Linked DNA regions of Mus musculus: region 1 is linked to region 2. Evidence: chromatin contacts called from public Hi-C data. All regions are on one chromosome and are shown on one strand. Each heading gives the region's core, a stretch centred on a gene start, on an enhancer-like site or on the middle of the called end of the contact. The rest is flanking DNA. Distances are from core to core; before and after follow the strand shown. Region 1 has its middle 140 kb from the start of Slc24a5. Region 2 overlaps Slc12a1 (solute carrier family 12, member 1).

The links. Hi-C and Micro-C count contacts between places; a contact is called where the count stands out from the background.
Region 1: a Hi-C map of pancreatic cancer cells shows a contact between it and region 2, with 4 times the contacts expected there. The contact joins two enhancer-like sites. A contact is called at or near these places in 7 of 39 promoter capture datasets (the 3T3-L1 cell line, 3T3-L1-derived adipocytes, cranial neural crest and 3 more), 1 of 15 datasets of contacts at CTCF or cohesin (pro-B cells), 9 of 484 Hi-C or Micro-C datasets (the AML12 cell line, Sertoli cells, brown adipocytes and 6 more) and 1 of 9 other capture datasets (embryonic stem cells).

What each region holds. Positions count from the first base shown.
Region 1 is chr2:124,930,351-124,935,535 of GRCm38.p6, reverse strand. No RefSeq gene overlaps it. Among named protein-coding and RNA genes, the nearest start is that of Slc24a5, 140 kb to the left of the region's middle. Within about 2 kb of position 1,380, at least 5 of the 459 cell types and tissues checked have an H3K27ac peak or open chromatin away from gene starts, as enhancers often do. A contact at or near this core is called in pancreatic cancer cells, where this site is marked.
Region 2 is chr2:125,206,542-125,211,952 of GRCm38.p6, reverse strand. The region is part of intron 20 of Slc12a1 (solute carrier family 12, member 1); the gene reads right to left. Gm14002 (a long non-coding RNA gene) reads left to right here. Exons shown (of 4, transcript XR_866695.2): 3 at 214-288; 4 at 1,842-5,411. Among named protein-coding and RNA genes, the nearest start is that of Gm46760, 7.8 kb to the right of the region's middle. Within about 2 kb of position 2,917, at least 22 of the 459 cell types and tissues checked have an H3K27ac peak or open chromatin away from gene starts, as enhancers often do. A contact at or near this core is called in pancreatic cancer cells, where this site is marked.

The sequences.
Region 1 (5,185 bases), core at 131-2,630, 270 kb after region 2:
TGTATATGAGTACACTTGTAGCTATCTTCAGACACACCAGAAGAGGGCATCAGATCCCATTACAGATGGTTGTGAGCCACCATGTGGTTGCTGGGAATTGAACTCAGGACCTCTGGAAGAGCAGCCAGTGCTCTTAACCACTGAGCCTTGATACCATTTTCTCATACTTGGGTATACGTCTCTGTTACTGGGGGTAAATTAAAGAGGGGTTCTCCACTGAAGCATCATGTGAGGAAAAGTGAGCTATGAAGATATCCAAGCCAATATTCGCAGGATAGATTATTTATTGTTTGTTTGTTTGTGTACGTGTGTGTTCATGTACATGTGTGTGTATGAGTGTGAAGAGGTGCTTGTCTCTGCATACTCATGTCAAGGCCAGAGGATGGCTTTTATGTATATTACTCTATAGCTGGCTTATTTTATTTTATTTTATTTTATTTTATTTTATTTTATTTTTTGGAGACAAGGTCTCTTACTGAACCCAAAGCTTGCTGTTTCTGGTAGAACAAGGACGTGCTTGTCTTCATATTCCAACGCACTTCTAGACCCAGCTTTTATGTGGGTTCTGGACATGTCCTGGTGCTTCCACAGTAATCGCTTAACCTACTGATCCATCTCTCCCAGCCCTGCAAGATATTTTGCAAGAGTTTTAGCAGAGAGCTTACCTAAGGATAGCTATGCAGGATTTACACACCTACAGTAGGAGACTGATTACCTTATCATATCTCAGTGGGGAAGGGAACTGTAGCTCTAATATGTATAATACATTTTTAAAAAAGATTTGTTTATTTATTTAATGTATATGAATATACTGTCACTGTCTTCAGACACACCAGAAGAGGGCATCGGATCCCATTACAGATGGTTGTGAACCACCATGAGAATTAAACTCGGGCCTTCTGGAAGAGCAGTCAGTGAGTTCTCTTAACCTCTCAGTCATCTCTCCAGCCAGAGAGGAAATACCTTTTAAAAATGTATTTCCTAAGTAGTTTCACCTTTTTATTCTTGTTGAGAATAAGCCGAGGCAGACCAATGGCTTCATGGACAGGTGTACAAATAGAAAGATGGAAAGGGGTTATACCAAATGGTAAGCTTCAGCCCAGGGCTCTGAGCTCAGCTCCATGACCATGGTTACTTGATGCTCATGGAGAGTTAGGTAGGGCATTTCCCCCATGGACCTTAAATGTACCATCTATATTACAAGGTTAGCAGTACCTACTGTGTGGCGTCACACTGAGTGTTAAAAAGCTAATGTATAAAGAACTTAGCAGAAGGGCTGGTCCAAAATGGGTTGCTAATAACTGCTAGCATTAATAATGCTGTGCAGGGTCACTAAGGCTGGGCTATTTGGTTACCATGGAAGGGAGGGAGGGAGAGGGAATCTGAGAGTGAGCGAAAAGTTGGAACAGACAGGAATTGGTGAGAGACAGGATGATGGATGGATGCCTGAGAAGATGACTCATCAAAGAACTATCTATGATTTATTGATGAATCATCTTCTGGTTGATTCTTAGCATTAAATTATTTTGATTTTGGCTGACACATTTCAGATAAAATAAAAGAGCAGTTGAGAATCTGTCCTGATACAATGGGACTGCTGAGACCTAGAGGACTAGTTTAGCTGGCTATATCAGAAAGAAACTGGAAAAGGGGCAGTTCTCCTCCATGCTCTTTATAACGAAAATATGACTAAAAACAGAGAGAAAAAATTCTATATTTGGCTTTACTGGTCAGTGCCCCTGTCCAGAACCAGTCTCACTACTTAAATTCACATTTTAAAGGCAATAGGGTATGTAAATTGCAAACAAACCACAAATTCACCTTAGGGATTGAGCATCTAACAGGTAAAGGAGTCTATACCAAGCCAATGGTCAGAACCAGCCTAATGCTCAAATCTCATCTCCAAGACCCTGAACCAGTGCCCTGTGGTGTCACTCCAGACCAGGGGTCTTGAACATTTTTGCCTGTCATTACTAGAGGTGGTAGTTATGCAAACCCCACACACTTGTCATGGTAGCTCATTTCTCATGGGCTCAGATCCTCTAGCCTAGGGTAACAAAGGGATAAAAGGTGGAATTTGCAGGTAGCCTAAAGAGGCCTCAAATTACTTAATACCTGAGTACCTAGAGCCTACTGAGGAACTAGAAGGTTCAGCATGAGCTCGTGGGCTTAGAAGAAATACAGAGTCTTAGTCTGCTATGTGAGACCTACTCAACCTACCTGTATTTTAACACAGCCCTCAGAGAATTGGAGGATATCATTTACAATCTGAGAATCACAGTGATTCTCAACCTTCCGAATGCTACAACTGTTTAATACAGTTCCTCGCGTTGTGGTGACCCGCTGCCATAAAATTATTTTCATTGCTACTTCATGACTGTAATGTTGCTACTGTTATAAATGATAATACAAATATCTAATATTTCTGATGGTCTTAGATGACCCTTGTGAAAGGATCATTTGACCCCCACAAAGGGGTCACGACTCACAAGTTGAGAGCCAACCACTTGTCTAAAGGAAGGCAAAAAGGAAAGACAAGTTTTATGGGAGATAGAAAGGTACTGAAAAAGAAAATAGTGGATAGTTGACTTGAAAAGGGACATTGGCCTTGCACATAAGGACCTTCACAAAGTTGCCTGGGACCTGCAGGCAGTATCATGGCCGCAGCTCCAGGTGCAAAGGCCGCCTGCTGAAGCCCGGCTTATTGAGCTCAGCAGGAGTTGTGAATTTGCTTTCCTTCTCTAAATTAGAGACAGATTGCAGGCTGCAGGCTATGCCATGGAGACGGTGGCAACCACCTGGTCTGTCCCCAAAGTCACCCCGAATCTTGCTAGATTCTGCCAACCCCAGGCCACTCAGCCTGGGATTTCAGACTTTCCTGTAGCAACTTTCCCAGCATTGCCCTTCCTCCAGCACTGACCCCGGGGTGGGGGGTGTGGCCAGAGTGTAAAAGCCCCAGGTTCTCCCCAGCCCCTCAGAGTCAATATGCTGTGGTAAACCCGGGAAATCTGTGTCAATTCACACAAGGAACTTCCAAGACCAGCCCAAGTCCCAACTTGAGATGCAAGTGAAGTAATTGTACTTTGGCCTGACTTTGCAGGGCTGCTAATGTAGATTTTCTTCTGCGATGGCTGTTACATTTCTGACTATTGGCAAGAAGGAAAAAAAATAGCTGAATTCTCTCCGTTTGAATGAATACCTTTGCAAGTAAGGTATCTTTCCTAACACATATTACACATGTTCCCTTTCTGTCTCTCTGTCTGTCTCTGTCTCTGCCTCTGTCTCTGCCTCTCTCTCTCTCCCTCTCTCTCTCTCTCCCTCTCTTTTTTTCTCTCTCTCTCCCTCTCTCTCTCTCTCTCTCTCTCTCTCTCTCCCTCTCTCTCTCATGGTTTTGTGAGGTGTGCCAATAAGGTATTCAATCCCTGTTCTCCATCTAAATGAATAAAAGTCTATCTCGAAACGATTCGGTAACTTTCACATTACCTGGGAGTCAGGGTGATTTGGGTTTTGCCTTGTTAAATTAGGTTGGATGCATGGTTCTATGAGGTTACCCAAGAAGAGGAGACATTTCCCTGCAAATGAGGCCATTTTCTCTTAGCATGGCAAAGCTATGTAGTATTTTGGTGGAGCCTGTTGGACAAACTGCATATGCCTCAACTATTTTCAGCCTTATTTGTGAATTTCCTTTCCTTTAAAAAAAAAAAAAACAAGCAAGCAAGCAAACAAACAAACCTATAGCTCAATGGTGCTGATCTGCCTCCAGTCATCTCCAAAGAAGGGCTTAAGCTGCCGGTGTTTGCTTTCTGGTTCCCCTTTCTAGAAATTTGAGAGGCTCAGCTGGGAGCTGTGCTTTAAGGGTCAGGAGCTGGTCTTTGAGGGTATGAGTGATTCCCTGCTCTGCATCCTACAGCCACATATAGCTCTGGATCTCCATAGCCACGGGGGTACTCTGATGGCTGTGCAAGTGTGTATTTGACCTGTGATGGAATGCAGATGGACGCAGCCAAGAGGAGAGCTGGTGGAAAGGCTGTCCCCAGCCATGCAGCTCCTGGGCCTAGGCATGCTGAGTAGCTGTGGAGTGTCGGAGCAAATGTGTTTAACCAGGACTGTGGGTTCTGTCATCAACCTCCACCGTCCCTGCCTGTAGAAGTCTGAGCTTTAGTCCGTTGTGGCCCATTGATGGAAATATTCAAAACTGCCCTGCCTATTCCACAGAGGCGGTCTAAGTCATAGGTGTAGTCTGTCAGTGAAAGTAACCCGTCACCTGGGAATGGGGAATGGATAAATGACTCTTCCAGCTGTGTGGTCCTCAGCCCCCTGGGGGAAGGACCCTAACTCCCCAGTGTTGGCGAACAAAAACTCCTTTCAGAGTGGCCTCACAAGCTTTTTGAAACAAAGCTGGGTTTTTTAGTAAAGCCTTTGTTTGTCTGGACTCAGCCATTGAGAGGAACCACAAAAGAGGATCTCTCACCCCTCAGCACCCACGAGACTCTGTTGCCAGTGTCCCCTTCCACCCCAGCACGATGCCCAGCCCCATGAAGACAGTCTCTGTTCTCAGGAACATTTCTGCCCTCCGTAAAGCTGAATAGTGTCCATTTTATGCCTCTTGCACCTTTATTTCAAAGGATCCCAAGCACACGATCCACTCTGTAGCTTGCTCCGTACTGTTAGACAATAAGGGGTCTTTCACTGACTGGCCCAGTTGAAATGCCACCACCATCGTCCGCCAAGCAGCTTCCAGACAGCTGTTCTGGGCTGTGCAGAAAGTATCTCTCCACTAGAGATCATGTAGAAAGCCATATTGCTGACAAGGGCTCAGTAAGACAACATGTAATTTGTAAAGCGTGAATTTCTACAAAACCCAGTGTATACTCAAACCACCTCCCCAAGAATCCTAAAACAGTGGAACAATCCTATTAAATGAGGATGCAAACTTTGACACTGTTCATTTTTGGTCTACTGCAAATGGCCCTTTTTATAAACAAGCAGACCTCTTAAAATGCCATCTGTATAAAGACAGATAGAATAAACTTTATTCAGTTGGGTTTCCGAATGGCTGCGAGCATTAATGTGCTTATCCTGAAGTGGTTCTGCAAAGGGCTCACTGTGTGTCAGCACTGGGCTAGGAGCTTGGGAAGCCTCACATAAAGGAATGGTTCCTTGGCCTCAGAGTCCTGCACACCAC
Region 2 (5,411 bases), core at 1,668-4,167:
CCTCAGGAGGAACAGAGAAGTGATGTGTGCCTCAGGCAGGCTCTCTCTCTCTGTTTCTTCTGGAAGTGGGTCTTCTCATGAAAAGCACATGAAGCGTTTGAGAGGGCCAGGCGCTGTTTTAACACCGCTTATTGCACACTCTCTGGGCACTATGGTTTATTCTTTCCCAAACAGCTTGGAAATAGCTACAATTATTCTCTTTGTTTTGTACAGGAAGAAACCAGAGTTCCGAGAGGTTAAATAATGTGCGTGACTGTCATGGAGCAAGGTCAGGACCTGAGCACAGAGGTTAGTTAGGCGTCAGTCTCTGTCTCCAGTGGGAAGGCCTTCTTGTGGCTTGTTAAGATGACTTAACAGTTGTTTCTATTAACTGCCAGCCTCTTCATCAAACAAACTAAAACATTTGCAGGCACAGGATGCCAAGCCATACCCCCCGTGATGGTTCTGGAGCTTGTCATCTTAGGGCGGGCTCTCATGACCTGGGTTGTATGGGAGGCCTCTCAGAGCTCCAGCTGGAACAGTCTTTTCCAGGAGTTTAGCTGTGAGTTTCCTGGAGATGGCTGTAACGGCAGCATAGAGGACGAGCTTCTCCCTTTTTGACAGGCTCCAGCCCACTCTGTCTCTAGCTACTAACCATGCACCCCAACTAGTGCTCTGCTTGGGCAAAGATGGTTTACATCCTCCTTTGTAAAGGAGTTTGCTGTCTTAGTTACTCCGGAGGTTTGTTCCAGGACAAGCAAACTGCAGAACCCCAGATCCAGGAGGAGACAGGCCAAAGTGTGAAATCAGCTTGCCTAGCCATCTTGGGTCTCAGGGCCACAAAGTGGGGCCATCTCCACTGCACAGTGAGGTTTCCAGTTTTTGTCAGAGATTATTCTTCATTGTTTACTTTGTGGAAGCTGGAAGACCCCCATCCCGGACACCTCCTCCCATCACAGTGTGAAACAGAAGTGGCCTTCGACGGTCTGGCTTTTCAGTTATATCTGATGTACCGCACACCTTTGTTCTCACTGGAAATGAGGAGCAGGAAGGACAGTAGACTTTGCTAAAACATTTCAGAAGGATCCCGGCCAGGCCAGTTGTGTTGCAAAAATAACCATTAGTCACAAAGGAGGAGGTGACTTAATGGAGCCAGGAGGGTGACATTAAAGATTACTCGTTCCACAGCCATAGCCACAACCACCACCATCACTACTGCCTTTTTGGTTTGGTTTGTTTTGAGACAGGGTTTTCTTCTGTAGCCTAGAAGTCTGCACATAGCTGAGGCTGTCTTTAACCTCTGCCTCCTCACCCCAAGTGCTGGGATTGCAGCCTGTGCACCTATGCACAGCTACAACTCCACTTTGAAGATTGAGGAACGACGGTATTTAGGAAGTTTTCATTGCAGATGCTCGTGTGTAGGGAAAGCTGGTTTTAGTTTGCATTTCGTTCTAAAGGAAACTTGGGCATAGCCAGCCCAGGCGATTCGTCCAAGGTCATGTAGCTAGTGACATGTCTTCTGCGTCTAATTCTAACATTAGATTCTGTCACCCCTGTCTTTGAGTCTTTTGTAGCCTCAGCTAGCCTCAAGCTCACTTTGTAGCCTGGGCTGGCTCTCGTTCAACTCCTGGTCTTCTTACTTCTGAGTCTTTAGTGCTGGGGTTACAGGAATGTGCCTCCACACCCTATTGTTTAATCCCCATTACCAGTGGGCCTCAACCTTCCTGATGCTGGGACCCTTTAACCCAGTTCCTCATTTTCTATTGACCCCCAACCATGAAATTATCTTCATTGCTACTACATAACTGTAATTTTGCTCCTGCTATGAATCATAATGTAAACATCTCTGTTTTCTCCCACAGGGTCAAGGCCCACAGGTTGAGAACTGCTACTCTTTACTCCTTTTCAGTGACTCAATCATGATATCTGCCTGCCCTTCGCTGTTATAGATTTTGAGAGAGAATTCCAGGGCTGTAGTGGAGGAAGTAAATGACCTTGAGGTTGTCAGTTGAGAGCAGGTTTTGAATAACTTTCTTCCTGCACACCCCAAAACAACTCTAGTGAGACCAGATACCCAGACTTTGCTGAATAGCCATCACCGTGTTCCCAAGTGCTTCATAAACCAGCCACACAGTAAATGACTGGAGAGACTGCATTTTGAAATTGGATTTAGTGGCCAAAATTGCCTCATGAGTTCTACTGTGCCATTTTTTAAAAAGACGTCATTTAGGGGCTTATAATTCACCATCTGCTTTGAATCTTAAGGACAGCAGAAGGAGGAGCAGAGAAAGCCAGAGGGCAGTCGTATTCTCGCCCATCTCACAACCCCCTTTTCCTTTATTCATTATTAAATTAGAACTCTTTCCTTGGCCAATCACCTTGAAGCCGCACGTGCTTACATGGATCAGTTGCTGATGCCTAGGTGGAGTCAGGCTGGATTGACGGCAGGATGGCAGGGAGCAGTCCTGCAGCCCTGCCTTCCAATCAAGCAATTATTTACTGCTAGGCCATCTGTCTTTATTTTGCAAAGCCACTCGATCAGACACAGCAGTATCACCGTGCTCTGAGCGGGTCATAAATCGCGTGGTACTTACACAGGGTACTCAATTGTGACTCACACTCTATCACTTTGTTTACCACCAGTGCAATCTGGATTCTTTGTTGTAATTGGCAAACTTGCTAAATACCTCTGGGATGTGAAAAATATGAAATGTCACATTTTTTTTTGGTGTGTTGTCAGGCAATAAATTAATTTATTAAGAAGAAACATTAGTCATCAGTACCGGGTGACTTGCCGCAGTGAACGAGTTATAATGTTATGAGCATCGATCTTATTTATACAAAAAGTTATTGTCGTATGAGTCTGTGACACAGTATAGAAACGACTGCCATTAGCTGGTAAATTACCAGGAAAGCTGATTTCTACTCAGTGGTTTATTAACTGTAGTATATGGGCTCTGAATTGCTAATGTTTCCCTTAAATTATAATCTGTGATGACACTGCAGTGCCCATGTTGGGAAAGCTATGATGATAATCATTAACATACTGTAATGCAATACTGAAGATTTATCAGGCTCTTATTAAGCCCTACATTACAGTATAATATAATGAACTGCAAGTTTGTTTTTTCTAATCCAAAATCTACTATGAGGCTTGTGCCATAAATTACTGAAGCTTCATAACAAAGCATGGGGCTGTGGCATCAAGCTAATTTCTGTCATTACGTTTGTTTGTTTTTATCTCACATGTTCTCTGTGTATTTGTGTGACATTGCATTTTTGTTTACCTAGACAGTTGGTACTTATTTTATTAACATCTAACTGTATTTTCCCATCTTAGTTAAGAAGTAGAAAGTATCCAAACATCAAAGCTGATCTAAACACTACTTGTTCTTTGGGAAATTTAAAGGAGCTGTAGTTCAGGATTCTTTGAGAAACACTACATATTCTAGTAGTGGCTTCATGGGAATAAACTCGCAGTACATTCCGGTGCCTGGAGCAGTGAGAGGTAGTAGAGGTGATGTTTTCAGCTCCATCACATATATCAGCTTGAAGAGACTAACATAATACACAAAGCAAATGCACAAACTAAATGCAAGCTGCATGTTTTTCATTCTTGCTTTTAGATAGAAAACATAACGGCAGCAAAGCCAGAAAAAAAAGTCAAAGTAGATAGGACACAGGACTCCGAGGCTACAAGGTGGATCTGACCAGGAAGCCTTTTTCCTGAGGATTAGCTTTTATAGTACCAGAAGGTTCTATGGAAGCTTCCATAGGAGGGAAGCAGTTCATAGCCTTACCCAGCTCTGATGTCCATGAACTACAACAATGACCAGCATGGTAAGATGCAATAGTGGCACTTATAGCTTGGCAGTAACCAACAGCTCTCTAATTGGACTTAAGGCCAGCTCAACATGAGGGAGACCATGCCTAGTTCTGGAGACCTGCCAGCTACCCACGACTCGTGAAGTCATGGATCTTAGAGGAGAACATACCACTGCCACTTTACTAAAGCAGCAACATCCTTAACTGAATTCTAAGGGCTTATACTCAGGGCCTTAAAAGAGTAGTCTTCATTCCTCATCCAAGAAACTTCTCTTTCCAGTAGATGGGGAGAATGACAGAAACCATACCTGACCAAGATGCAGAGAAGAACTGACCGCGTGTTGCCTAGCCCCAACTGGCACATCTACAACACAGCTCATGCATCTAAGGCTCAGGGGACAGCATGGCAGAAGTGGCATAATGATTGTAAGAGCTAGAGAACCAGGAAATCTGCTGTGGGAGAGTGTCTCCTAGACATGACCGGCAAGTTTTTCCTGTGACAACTCAACAATATGGCTGCCTAAGCAAGACCTGAACAAGGATTCCAACACTATTATTCTAGAGAAATCTAGACTATGTATATATACCCTTGCAATTAAAAAAAATTAGTTTCTTATCTTACTATTTTGTGGGGTTTTTGGACATTTTCAAACATATATATCATTGTGTCTTGCTCATATTTGTACCCCCTGACTACCCTCTACTATCTGTCCTGCCCTCTGTTACTGGTTCCCTTTCTACCTCCAAATATACCCACTTATGCTTCAATGTCACATATATGTATGCATATGTATACATATTTAAATCTAGATTTCACATATGAAAGAAAATGAGATTCCTTCCTGCATTCTAGGCCTCTTTGAGTCATGCCCCAAATGAATGAAATAGTATCAACTTTATAACCCATGTTTGACCATTATATCCTCACTGAAATTCTTCTGAGCATTCTTGTTGGTGACCAACTATGATCTGCCTTTTTCAGTATGGTAGAAGAAGCTCAGGGAGCCCCTAAGAGTAAGAGTCAGTCATACTTTCCCCTTTGGTGGTACTAGTCTGCTCTGACTGTGCATGTACCCACCCCTTCCCAGTTCTCATCTCAGCCTTTCCTCACACTCACCTCTGGGCAGGAGATGCTCGTTCCCAAGTCTTACTAGTCTTCTCTCCCTCCACATTGCTTACCTAACTCATACTTATCCGCTAAACTCCAAACCATATTTCTTCCAGGAAGCCTTTTTGGGATTATATATGCCTTCTTTTCTACAATTTCTCATTCATATGTAACAATCACAGTAATATCTATTTCCCCACTACAGTGCCAGTTTCTTAAGTGTATAAACCAGGATTATTAATTATTATTAACATATTATTATTATTATTATCATCAACACTAACATCTTCACCTACACTCTGCATATTACACGACAGGCATCCATCGCAAAATATCCCCTCATCTCAGTGTCATTAGAGGACTCCATTAAGTTCCATTGAAGAGGATATTTGTGTTCTCTCTGTATCTTTCAGAAATACCTCTTATATGCTCTCCTTACCTCATATACCAACAGAATATGTTTACATTCTAAGACTAAACAACTCTACCAAATTATCTA